Linked DNA regions of Hordeum vulgare: all the other regions are linked to region 3. The links are chromatin contacts, called in public Hi-C maps. All regions are on one chromosome and are shown on one strand. The core of a region is the stretch at or near the end of the contact, and the rest is flanking DNA. Distances in the headings are between cores, read along the strand shown.

What was found. Hi-C and Micro-C count contacts between places; a contact is called where the count stands out from the background.
Region 1: a contact with region 3 is called in a Hi-C map of leaf, with 7 times the contacts expected there. The contact joins the enhancer-like site here to the promoter of LOC123448623 in region 3. A contact is called at or near these places in 4 of 6 Hi-C or Micro-C datasets (leaf and seedling) and 1 of 1 datasets of contacts at active chromatin or transcription factors (embryo).
Region 2: a contact with region 3 is called in a Hi-C map of seedling, with 4 times the contacts expected there. The contact joins the promoter of LOC123448625 here to the promoter of LOC123448623 in region 3. A contact is called at or near these places in 3 of 6 Hi-C or Micro-C datasets (leaf and seedling).

What each region holds. Positions count from the first base shown.
Region 1 is chr4H:359,770,310-359,774,174 of MorexV3_pseudomolecules_assembly, forward strand. No RefSeq gene overlaps it. Among protein-coding and RNA genes, the nearest start is that of LOC123448625, 200 kb to the right of the region's middle. Within about 2 kb of position 1,667, at least 3 of the 3 cell types and tissues checked have open chromatin away from gene starts, as enhancers often do. A contact at or near this core is called in leaf and seedling, where this site is marked.
Region 2 is chr4H:359,968,208-359,972,132 of MorexV3_pseudomolecules_assembly, forward strand. It overlaps LOC123448625 (ATP-dependent Clp protease proteolytic subunit-related protein 3, chloroplastic), which reads right to left and starts at 2,550. Exons shown (of 10, transcript XM_045125577.1): 1 at 2,124-2,550; 2 at 1,069-1,173. The coding sequence starts at 2,444.
Region 3 is chr4H:359,187,412-359,191,040 of MorexV3_pseudomolecules_assembly, forward strand. It overlaps LOC123448623, which reads right to left and starts at 1,734. Exons shown (of 28, transcript XM_045125576.1): 1 at 1,445-1,734; 2 at 1,183-1,366; 3 at 922-1,073. The coding sequence starts at 1,591.

The DNA of each region.
Region 1 (3,865 bases), core at 417-2,916, 580 kb after region 3:
AACGCATGAGCCCTTTTGCTGGTGTAGTTTAACATGACAAGAGGTAACGCACAAACGAACTAAACTAACTAGGCATATTAAATGAGATCGGAAACAACTTATAGGATTTCCAAAACGACCCCACATGTTAATTTCGAAATCTTTCCAGATTTTTACTAAACACATTTTATATTTATTAAACAACAAAATAAAGCGGTTCATGTGATTCTATGTCATTCTAGTCGATTTACATATATTAATCATTTAAAATGGAGCTGCGGTTTAAAAGATATGATCATCGCAAGATTATACGCATGAATGCAAAATGCATGAAAATGACATCCATAATATTTTCAAAACATTGATGCACCAAGATATCATGGAGCTACGTGAATTCTAAGCAATTTTAAATGAGGCGGAACAAAAATCAATAATTCCGAAAAGTCCCCATAAGTAAATTCGAATCTGCTACAGATCTACCTAAATACTATTTCAGATTTGTTAAACAAGAAAATAAATGCTACATGTTATTGTACACATTTTTCTAGCCAAGTTACATATGTGGAACAATTTAGTCGGAGCTACGGTCAATTAGTTATAAAATAAATCATTTTTAACATGGCCTAAAGTAAATTAAATGAAAACAGCAAGTTAAATATTTTTAACATGGATGCAAGTTGGTTATTGTGAAACTACAAAAAATTCTAAGCAATTTACATGTTGAAATCATCTTAATCCGGTGTACGGTTATTTAGATATGAATTAAGTCATTTTAATATGACATCTACACAAATTTAATTAAACAACACATTTAAATATTTTTAACATGCATGAAAGTTGCTGATTATTAATCTACACAAAATTATGAACATTTTACATATCTAAAATATTTTCATATGATGCACGGATAAATATATATGAGCGTTTTAAAATTATGCAATTTTCTGTAATTTAACAATGCCATGGAAATTAGCTAAAATCGCAAACACGAAAAAAATAATGAATCTGGCCCAAACTGGAAAAGCAAGACGTGTGCATTATAACAACAACACGCCCACGGCGAGGGATAGCTCAGGCGGGGAAAGCTCGCCTAGCTGGGCTCGACCCAGGTCAGAGAGGAGGCGGTGGGCTGGCGGCTCGGCCTTGCGGGAGATAAGGAGGTTGTGGCTGGGGTCAGGCTGGCGGATCGATGTTGATGGACCTTGGCCCGAAGCAAGGCAAGGCCAGCCCAGGCGCTGGCAGCGGTTGTTGTCCCAGGGTGGCCCTCGCATGGGCGAGCGAGGTTGCGGCTCGCAACAGCCATGGCGGCTTGCGACGATAGCGGGGCATGGCCAGGCCGGGGCCAGGCACTGGCGGCGAGGCGCGGTCAGGGATGGCCGGATCCAGTCGTCCGGTGCCGGATCTACCCGTTCCCAACAGCGGAAGGCGAGCTTAGGGCGGCAGGCACCATGGTCGGCGGGAGGAACTCCGGCAAGAGCCATGGCAGGTGCAGCGGCGAGGAGATCCAGTCGCCGTGGGGCTACGACAAGCCGACCTCCAATGAGGGGCTAGGGTGGCGCGGCCGGAGCTGCAGGTTTGACAAGGTGGCGGGGTCGTCCTTCGACGAGGCGCGACGGCGGTTGGCGGCGGTGCGGGGAGAGCTCGGGCAGGAGCTCTCGAGCACTAGGGTTTGGGGAAGCGGGGCTTGGCAGACTGGGGCATGACGGTTGTGGGCTCGGGCGGGCCTCGGCTGCTGGGAGGAGAGAGGTGGTGACTGGCTGTTGGGGTGGCACGGAAATTGAGTTGGCTAGGGATTGGGTCCAAATTAGGCAGGAGAGGTTATTTGAAGGAGGTTGTTTAAATAGGGACGAGGTGCTAGGTTGGGGGGTTTCGCACAGATTTCGGGCCATTGCATCGCGATCCGACGGCTCTGATCGGAGGGGGTTTGCTAGGTGGGCTAGTTGGTTGTGTAGAGGGGTTGTGGGTTGAGAAGAGAGTGAGGTTGTGGCCCGTGACACGTGTTTTAGAACACCGAAACGTTCAATAAATATATCGGCTATAGTGACGCTATAGGTTTAACGGTTCGGGTATCAAACGACCTACGATTGCGACAAAAATTTGACACGCGGCATACCTTCATTAAAATAAGACCGCACACCAAGTTTGAACCCCATCCAAGAATATTTTATACACACCATTTAAAACAATATTTTAACGGTGTCGCGGGCGTGTGCGTGTGTGTTTAGTCTCAAAACGGTCAACGACAAAAACGGAGAGAACCAGCAACTAGATATAAGTTTTGAAAATATAACAACAACGGAGTGCCGATGCAATGCGGATGATGTGCATGATGCGATGATGAATGTGACAAGTAATTAACACGACGACAATGGAATAAAAGGGAAATCTTCTGGCGCGTCGGTTTCGGGTTGTTACACATGCCGACCATGGGTTATACTTTGGGGCCATGGGTTCTATGGCATAAACATATCGAAGCTCGTGTTTCCTCTCCTTCTTCGGTATGTGTGTCACGTAGATCATGTTCACACTTTTAACGTCCGGAGGGGATTGTTTTTGCCCTCCATTGTTCAACCTATGAGGGTCATGATCGTCCTCATTGTGGGGACTCTTGCCATCGTCCTGGGATGTGGGTTTGCTCGCTATTTGATAACCCAACAATTACGATTGGTGTGAGTAGCGGGATTGTTTGAGGTGTCATATATCTCGCAAGGCTTCTCTAGTACTTTTTCCAGTGTGGTATGTCCATCCCGATTCCCCTTAGAGGGTTTCTTCCGCGGTCTAGACCTTGAGTTGCTGACTCGGCATTGACTGTCATGTCTTCTACTTTGCCACCGTTGTGCCGATGCTTGTTCCCGTTGCACCATGGATTCCCATTACCGTCCCAAACTTCAGAAGTTCCGAGGTTTCTGGAAGGGCTGCTTCAACGAGCAAGCCAACTATCCTCGCCTGTGTGGGAAATAAAATTCCCTGTGACCGGGCTTGAAGCCATACTAAGCATAGGTCGGGGTCAGGCCATCCGAAACTTACATAGTTCGGATCTGGGTCGGCGTCTTGTCTAATAGCAAGAGATCAGCCAGACTATTCTTCCGGGTTTTGGGAGAGCCGATCTCCGGTTCATCGGCCCAGGGAATTTGCTCGGCCAGGTTTAACCCCTAATCTTCCAATTGTTGGAAATATGCCCTAGAGGCAATAATAATTAGTTATTATTATATTTCTTTGTTCATGATAATCGTTTATTATCCATGCTATAATTGTATTGATTGGAAACACAATACTTGTGTGGATACATAGACAAAACACTGTCCCTAGTAAGCCTCTAGTTGACTAGCTTGTTGATCAAAGATGGTCAAGGTTTCCTGGCCATAGGCAAGTGTTGTTACTTGACAACGGGATCACATCATTAGGAGAATCATGTGATGGACTAGACCCAAACTAATAGACGTAGCATGTTGATCGTGTCATTTTGTTGCTACTGTTTTCTGCGTGTCAAGTATTTGTTCCTATGACCATGAGATCATATAACTCACTGACACCGGAGGAATGCTTTGTGTGTATCAAACGTCGCAACGTAACTGGGTGACTATAAAGATGCTCTACAGGTATCTCCGAAGGTGTTCGTTGAGTTAGTATGGATCAAGACTGGGATTTGTCACTCCGTATGACGGAGAGGTATCTCGGGGCCCACTCGGTAATACAACATCACACACAAGCCTTGCAAGCAATGTGACTTAGTGTAAGTTGCGGGATCTTGTATTACGGAACGAGTAAAGAGACTTGCCGGTAAACGAGATTGAAATAGGTATGCGGATACTGACGATCGAATCTCAGGCAAGTAACATACCGAAGGACAAAGGGAATGACATACGGAATTATATGAATCCTTGGC
Region 2 (3,925 bases), core at 1,300-3,799, 780 kb after region 3:
TGCCAAAAGCAAAACCATTGCCATTGAAAGAATCAGACCGGGGCAACATGTCCCCGGACACGCCATCGAACTCCAGATCTGTCACCCCCGCAAGACGACAACATCTGAGTAGGAACCAGACCTGCCATCCACCAACGACAAACCCAACACAAGATGCACCATCTTCCAGCTGTCACTTGCGTAGACAACCGTCCGCGTGTACTCATGAACGACAAAACCTCCCTGCTCCACCATGACGTCGGAGACAACTCCGCAGCAACGGGGACAAAGCAGAAGGAGAGACACACCTGATGAAGTCACCGCCGCCGCCTCGCCGACACCATCCATGAACCCTAACGCCGCCGATCTAAAGGATCGGCAAACACACGACGCCATCAACTCTGAGACGCCGTCATGAAGGACAACGCCGGTATGGGAGTGAAGTTGAAGCAGATTTATTCGTCCGGACGCCGCTCCCACCACCTCAACGACGCATCACGACCTACAGATCCAAACCCTAACTACACACCGGAGGAACGGGGTCCCTCTCCCTCCTACCGCCGAGGTAGCGGTCGGAGGGAGAGGGGCCAACACCCTGACCGATGGAGATCCGGTGGAAGAGAACACCTCCCTCGTCGCCTGCTCCTAGAGGCGGCTAGGGTAGGAAGACGCTCATTCAGTGTCTGTCTGTCTGATAGCTCAGGATATAACATTGCATCAAATTATTTACTCCCTCCATCTACTAATACAAGGCCACTTCATATTTCTATGTCTAACTTTGACCATTAATTTTACAAACAAAATGTGAGTCATATGTCATAAAAAGTATGTCATTGGATGCACATTTCAAAGAACTTTTTGATAATATATTTTTTATGACATAAAAACCATATTTTGTTCACTAAAATTATAAGTCAAAGTTTGACACGAAAAACGAAGTGGTCTTGTATGTAAAAATGGAGGGAGTATATTTTATCCAGGCTAGTTGATTCACTCATACATACTTATCAGCATATTTTGAATCCATAGATTCAAAATAGAAGAATACCATAGAAAGTTTTCGTACTGAACCTTGGTGCAGATTCATACCGGCATGCCAATATAAACAATCCGGCCATGTAGAAGCAATGATGGCAAATCCGGAGGAGGCCTTCTAGGACTGTGCTGACTGTAAGAGCTGCTAGAACGTTCCACCTGCCAATTTGACAATTTCAGTTAAGCGGAGCACATTTTGCAATAAACTCCTATATATCAAAGATCAAAGTCCGCATATGTAAACTTTAGCAATTTCAGAAGTAAAGCACAAAGGCATTTATATGCAAGGAAGCAGGTTCACAGATTGGAACCTCAATGTGCAACATGATATGTGTATTCGTCTGAGCTAAGTTTGTAAAATCCTGCACATACTCCAGCAGTAGATATATTTTTGCTAGTAGGTTATTATTTGAGTGAATTCCTCTTTTTACCCTGTAGTTGTACATTTTTGACACTAATTACCCTATCGAGTGGAAATTCGTCTATAATACCCCTTTTGGAAGCTTTGGACACTCGTTTTCTGATGCATGTCCATCAGGCAAGGTGTGAGGTGACGCCCGGGATCCAAAAATATATGGACGATGATGAAGAATGGAACAGATGGACAAAAGAAGTCTGGACATGATCGTCAACGATGTCCTCTGATCTTTACAATTTTTTCTACAAATTATGAACGCAACATGTCAATCCTATCTAGAATAAACAAGAAAAATGTAAATTTGAGGAATTACCGTGTTAAAAGTCACCAAAATCTGATATTTCGATAAAAGTTCCACTAAATTGGGTAATATGTGTCACAAATGTACAACTAGAACCCTTTAGGATAGCAACCTAATTAAACATGTTAGCTGGCACTGAGCAGAGCCTTGACATGTTTTACGACTTAATACATGGATCACATAATTCTGACAACCACTAACAAAATGGAGAAGAAAAACAATCCCAAGAAATGGTTTGCATGTAGTGTACCTATAGCCGCCCAAATGAGCACCAGGTTTCAATTTCAGCTTCTTTCTTCCATTTCTAAGTGTGTGGTGAGACCAGCATCGTATCATACTACCGCAGTCCATACAAGCACGAAGAAAGTGAGCGCGAAAGCACTAAATCACCTGCGCGGGCGAAGACATCAGCTTGGCGTTCTGGAAGATCTCGAGGAACGGCAGGTGGTCCTCTCCGCGGCGCTCGCCACCCGCAGCTGCTGCGAGCTGCTCTGGAGAAGCAGCGGCTAGCGTGGATAGGAACGGGTCGCCCCTCGGGTTGAACAACGGCGACGGAGCCCCCGCCGCCGACCCAGCAACACGCGCCACGAGGGTAGATGACGGCGGACTGCACCTTCCGGACCGGGCTAGGGGATTCGGGAAGAATGGGGACGACGTCGCGGTGGGCGGGGAAGGGGTAGGGAGGCGTAGGGAAAGGAAGGAGGAGGCCATGGTGCCCGGTGGTGGTGTTACTCGGCCGCGGCGTGCGAGCGAGCTCGGGGAGTGGTGTGTGTGTGGATAATTTGGTTGGAGCTGACGCCTGACGCCTGAGCTCTGGGCCTTGTCCTTTGAAAGAGAGCATGGGCTGAATGAAACCATGGGGCCTTCTGGGCTGAAGTATGTTCTTAGAAGAGAAAAGTATCATTTTTTCTCTCAACTCCTGTGTGATGGATCGATTTTTGGAAATCCCTATTTGTCCGAAATCATTAGTTGAGGAATACACCTTTCAACGATTACTCTCATTTTTAATATTACGAAAAATAGTGCACTACATGCGTGTCACTTGTCGTAACCTGGAAATTTTCCTTTTTTCGTAGATCCGTATTTCAAAATGTTTTTATCTCCTAAACCGTGCGTTCAAATCTTGAATCATTTTCACTGTTAGGTTTCTCACGTTGAAATTAGGTTTTGATGAACTTTATTTTCATACAAAAAAACAAACAAAAAAATTATGCCTCACGCGATAGAAAAAAAACAGAAAATGTGTTTTTTCCTTTTCCGAGAGGCACGGACCATGCCTCTCGCGAAGACAAAATTGTTTCTTTCGCGAAAGCAAAATCGTGCCTCTTACGAAAAAAGAAAGAGCAGAAAACACGTTTTTTCATTACCGAGAGGCGATAACAGAACCGTGCCTCTCGCGAAAAAAAAGAAGTAGAAAACACGATTTTTTTTCATTTCTGGGAGGCACAGTCATGCCTCTCGTTAAGGCAAAACTGTGCCTCTCGCAGGAAAAAAGAGAGCAGAAAACACATGTTTTCTTTTTCGAGAGACACGACCGTGTTTTTTACAAAGAAAACAGAAAACGCGTTTTTCCCTTTTCGAGAGGCACGGCCGTGCCTCTCGCGATAGCAAAACCGTACCTCTCATAAAAATATGTTTTTCCGCGCAATTTTTTTTGAATTTTTTTCTTCTTTCGAAAGCTACAAAAGACCAATGAAAATCGGGAACAAAAAAACCGAAAAAACCGCTCTAAAAAGCCGAAAACATGTGCTAAAAATAAAATAAAATAAAATCTAAGGAGAACGCTCAGAACACGATATGTGGTGGTGCGTCGAAGTGATCGCTCAAAAGCTGTCGAATTAGTGCTTGCTAACTAGTTGACTTTGTTTAGATCCATGAATTTATTTAATTTTTGCGAGGGATCTCAGGAAAATGTATTATTTTAAAATGCCCGTATATTTTAAACCGTGCAACGGATCACAATAAGTTATATATGTAAAACGTGTATAATTTCATGTAGATTAATATTTTTCAACTTACATGCATATTTAAGGCGTGTTCGGAAACCTTCCACTCCGCTACTCCGCTCCAGGAGCGGGTGGAGCTGCCGTTCAAAACCGTGGAGCTGGCCAATAGGCACTCCTTAGATTCTTGAATTACAGGGAGCCGGTGGATTGCCGAACAGCCCCTTAGCTGTTGGACCTGTTGTTTGC
Region 3 (3,629 bases), core at 484-2,983:
TACAGTATTAAGGTACAAGGGAGTACTCCCTCCGTTCCTAAATATAAGTCTTTGTAGAGATTTCACTAGTGAACTACATACGGATGTATATAGACATACTTTAGAGTATAGATTCAATCATTTTGCTCCGTATGTAGACCCTTAGTGAAATCGCTTAAAAGACTTATATTTAGGAACGGAGGGAGTATTATGCAGTCTCTTCAAATCAAAAAAAAAAAAATATTTAGGCAAGTAAACTTGGTTACTTGGATCCCGGTTATGTATAAATCTACATTAATTCAATAACATCGCTACTTCCAAACCAATTTTTTGAAAGATTGCAATAGTTATGTGGTTGACTGGACCAGGAAGCTCAAGAAGCAGCAAAAACATAATGCACCAAACAGTAAGATAACAATACACCCGCAGTACTTGGCCTACTGAAACAGTGGTGCGTGTTTAAGAAATGTTTCCAAAGATGTAAGCATGGTGTTTGACAAGTTAACTGATTGCAATTTTCTCGTAACCAACATTGTATATCTCTAGTAGTAGACTCGAGAGGAAACACAAGAGGGAATGTATAAATATATACATCTCAATTCAGGACTCGGGACCAGGACACTGAAGAGAGATATTTCTATGAGACCCTGAATACATCCTAAAGTGATGTAAGAGGAACCAGCAATTCAGCAAACATATTGGTTGGAATATCAGGGGTTTCATGTAACGGTGTACAAATACACACTTGAGACTGAAATGAAATGCTTTCACTAAAAAAGATTGTTTGCCAAAACAAACTATTCTTAGATGGAAGAAGAGGTTTAACAGCACGGGTTTTGCTATTGATGATATTGGCACGAAATTATGTTGCAAGTGCACAGAAAAAAGGGAACTCAAATCAATTCGATTTGATGAGTAAAAAGAGATAGAAAGAAGACGCACCGTGGCATACTGTGAGATTAGTCTACACCAGGGCTCCTGGCGCCTGCTGCCCAGTGCCCCCTGGCGTTTATTGGATGTGGCCTTGGCCGACAAATCATTGGCCCTCTTCAACATGGCGGATAAATCTTTGCCAGTGGCGCCACGCTTTTGCCCTGCGCAAGCGAGAAAAATCATCAGACCATAAGCGGTCTGAAGGCCCCAGCCGAAAAGGGGCAGTCTTTGGGCGCCACCAGACCATAATCCAAAAGGGGAGACTCGTACCGTCCGAATTCGACGCCGCCTCCCCTGACCTCAGGAAGGCCTCCAGCCTGTCCATGGCGCCGGTGAGAGCCTGCAGGCCGGTGGTGTCCGGCGGTGCGACCGGCGGACCGGTGGCGATAGCAGCCTCGGACGCATCTGTCGCCGGCGCCGCCGTCTTGGTTGTATCCTCTTCGGCCGCCGTAGCCTGCGAAGAACAAGAGCGTTGTGTGATGAGCAAGATAGGATCAAGGCGGGCGCGGCGCATGCAGGGGGAGATCCGGACCTTGGCGCGCTTGCCGGGCCTGCGGGCGCCCGACGACTGGGCCTCGGCCCCCGGCGCCTGGTCCGCCGGCGGCGGCGGCGAGCCCTTGTCGTCGTCGTCGTCGTCCGAGGGGCGCTTGGCCGCGGCGCTCCGCCTGGTGTCGACCATCGTCCCTGGTCCCCTGTGGTGGGATCGGCGGGCGTGGAGAGGAGAGGAGACGAGAGGAGACGAGACGAAAGCAGGCAAGGAAGGAAGGAACCAAAACGTTTGCGTTGTTGCGTCGCGGAGAGAAAAAAGCAGGCAGAGAGGAAATTGAAGGGGCAAATATAATACTAGTAGTACGATAATAGACGGCGCCGCGGCGACCACCAATGATACGGCAGCGGCGCGACAGGTTAGACTGTGCTATCGAGGGTCGGCGCGCGATTTGGGGTGACCAACAGGGGCCTCCTGGTCAGTTTTATCTGCCAATATAGGTACCGTTGGAGGACGGTCCGGTCCGTTCCGTTCCGTTCCCTCAACATTGCGTGCGGAGGAGTTATTGGCGGTTACGTAGGGGGTTCATAACGTTAAAACGGGAAAGTTAAGTGATTCGATTCGATTTTAGAGCAAGTACAATAAGTTACAGTCAGCAGGCTGTAAGGATTAAAATACTATATTTTTGCTGAGTTGGATGAGAGAGAAGAGGAGAGAGAAGAGAAGCGGGCTCTTCGTAAAGAGCCAGCTCTAGCACGTGCTCCTAGGTGCTTTGTGAGGATGAAAGGTGGGCCATATATGACAAAAGTAGTACTCTTTTATAGCTAAGTATTGTACAAGCTAGCTATAAAACGGACTATAAGACTGCTTATAGCCAGCGATTGGCTATACTATTAACCATGCTCTTAGGAGCTCTCGTTTCGGCTCCCTGCCTGTTTCCGGACGTTGACCTTGCCTCTCTTTCTTTCTTTCGTTTTTTTACTTTTGCCACACAATACCGATTTTTTGTTCAAAAAGGACCCTTAACCGAGTCTATTTGTCGGAAAGGACCATCTCTAAACGAAAGTAGCAGAAAAGACCCTCACCCACCGTGGCGGCTCGCGCGCCAGGCGAAGCGCGTCACCTGCCGCCACCGCCCGAGGCGGCTGGGGCCTACCGCCACGACTCGAAGCGGCCGATAGGGTTTCCGTTATAGCCCCCGCACTCGACGGAACGGGCGCAGCTGTGGGGCCCTGCCGCCACCGCCCGAGGCGGCAGGTACTGTTTCCTCGCGCCGAAAGTGGCGCTGGCCGGCGCTCATTTGAGGTTGTCAGGAATCTATCACATGCTCATTTTTCCCGTCCATTATTTCGCCAGCAGGGAACCTCTTCACGCCATATTTTCCCGCCTACACATCCGCCTAAGCCTATAAAAGAAGGCACTGAAACACTCTTCGCCAGCATCCAGCCACACTTCGCCTTAATGTGTCACACTTCTTTCGTATTCAGCATGAGTTTGCCTTGTTTGGATCAAAGCATTAGGCCTAGGAAAATGAAGAGTGCGAACTTGCCTCGGGGGGTGGAAGTACTGCGTTGTTGGTGTGGTGATCTCTGCAAGGTGAACGAGATGACGGATTTTTCAGATTAGTTGGGCATGGAGTTTTTCATGTGCGCCAATTATGAGGAAGATCCAATCGTTGCTCCTTCAGCATACATCAGTCCTCCGGTATGTTTCAGTCATCAAGAATAAACACGTTGTAGATATTATTGTTAGCTTGATATATATATTTATATTTTTTTTGTAGTCTCCTCCTCCTCTGTGCATGTACTATCGTTGGATCGACACGAAAATGCCGGACAGGGCAGTGACTGAGATTCGTGAAAGAGGTCGTCGTGCATGGGCTAGTTTGGACTTGGAAGAGCATCGAGCGAAGGCTGAAGCAGAGAAGAAAGCAGAGGATAAGAGAGGTGGGAAGAATACTGTGTGGAGCAGAGGGCTTTTATTGATGAGATGATCAGGAAAAGCGAAGAAGAGAAACTTCAACTGGCTGAGGTTTACAGACAGCGGCAGGAGGCCCGTGATGATAAAAGGGAGAGAAAGAAAGAAAGGGCTCGTGCGGCCAAGGCAGCAGAAGAAGATCGTGATGAAAAAGGAAAATATTCACGTTGGACTCAGTAGATTTATTTTATTGTTTCTTAATTTTAGTCGGTTGTATCTTAATTTCTGCAAGTTGTATCTTAATTTCGACAAG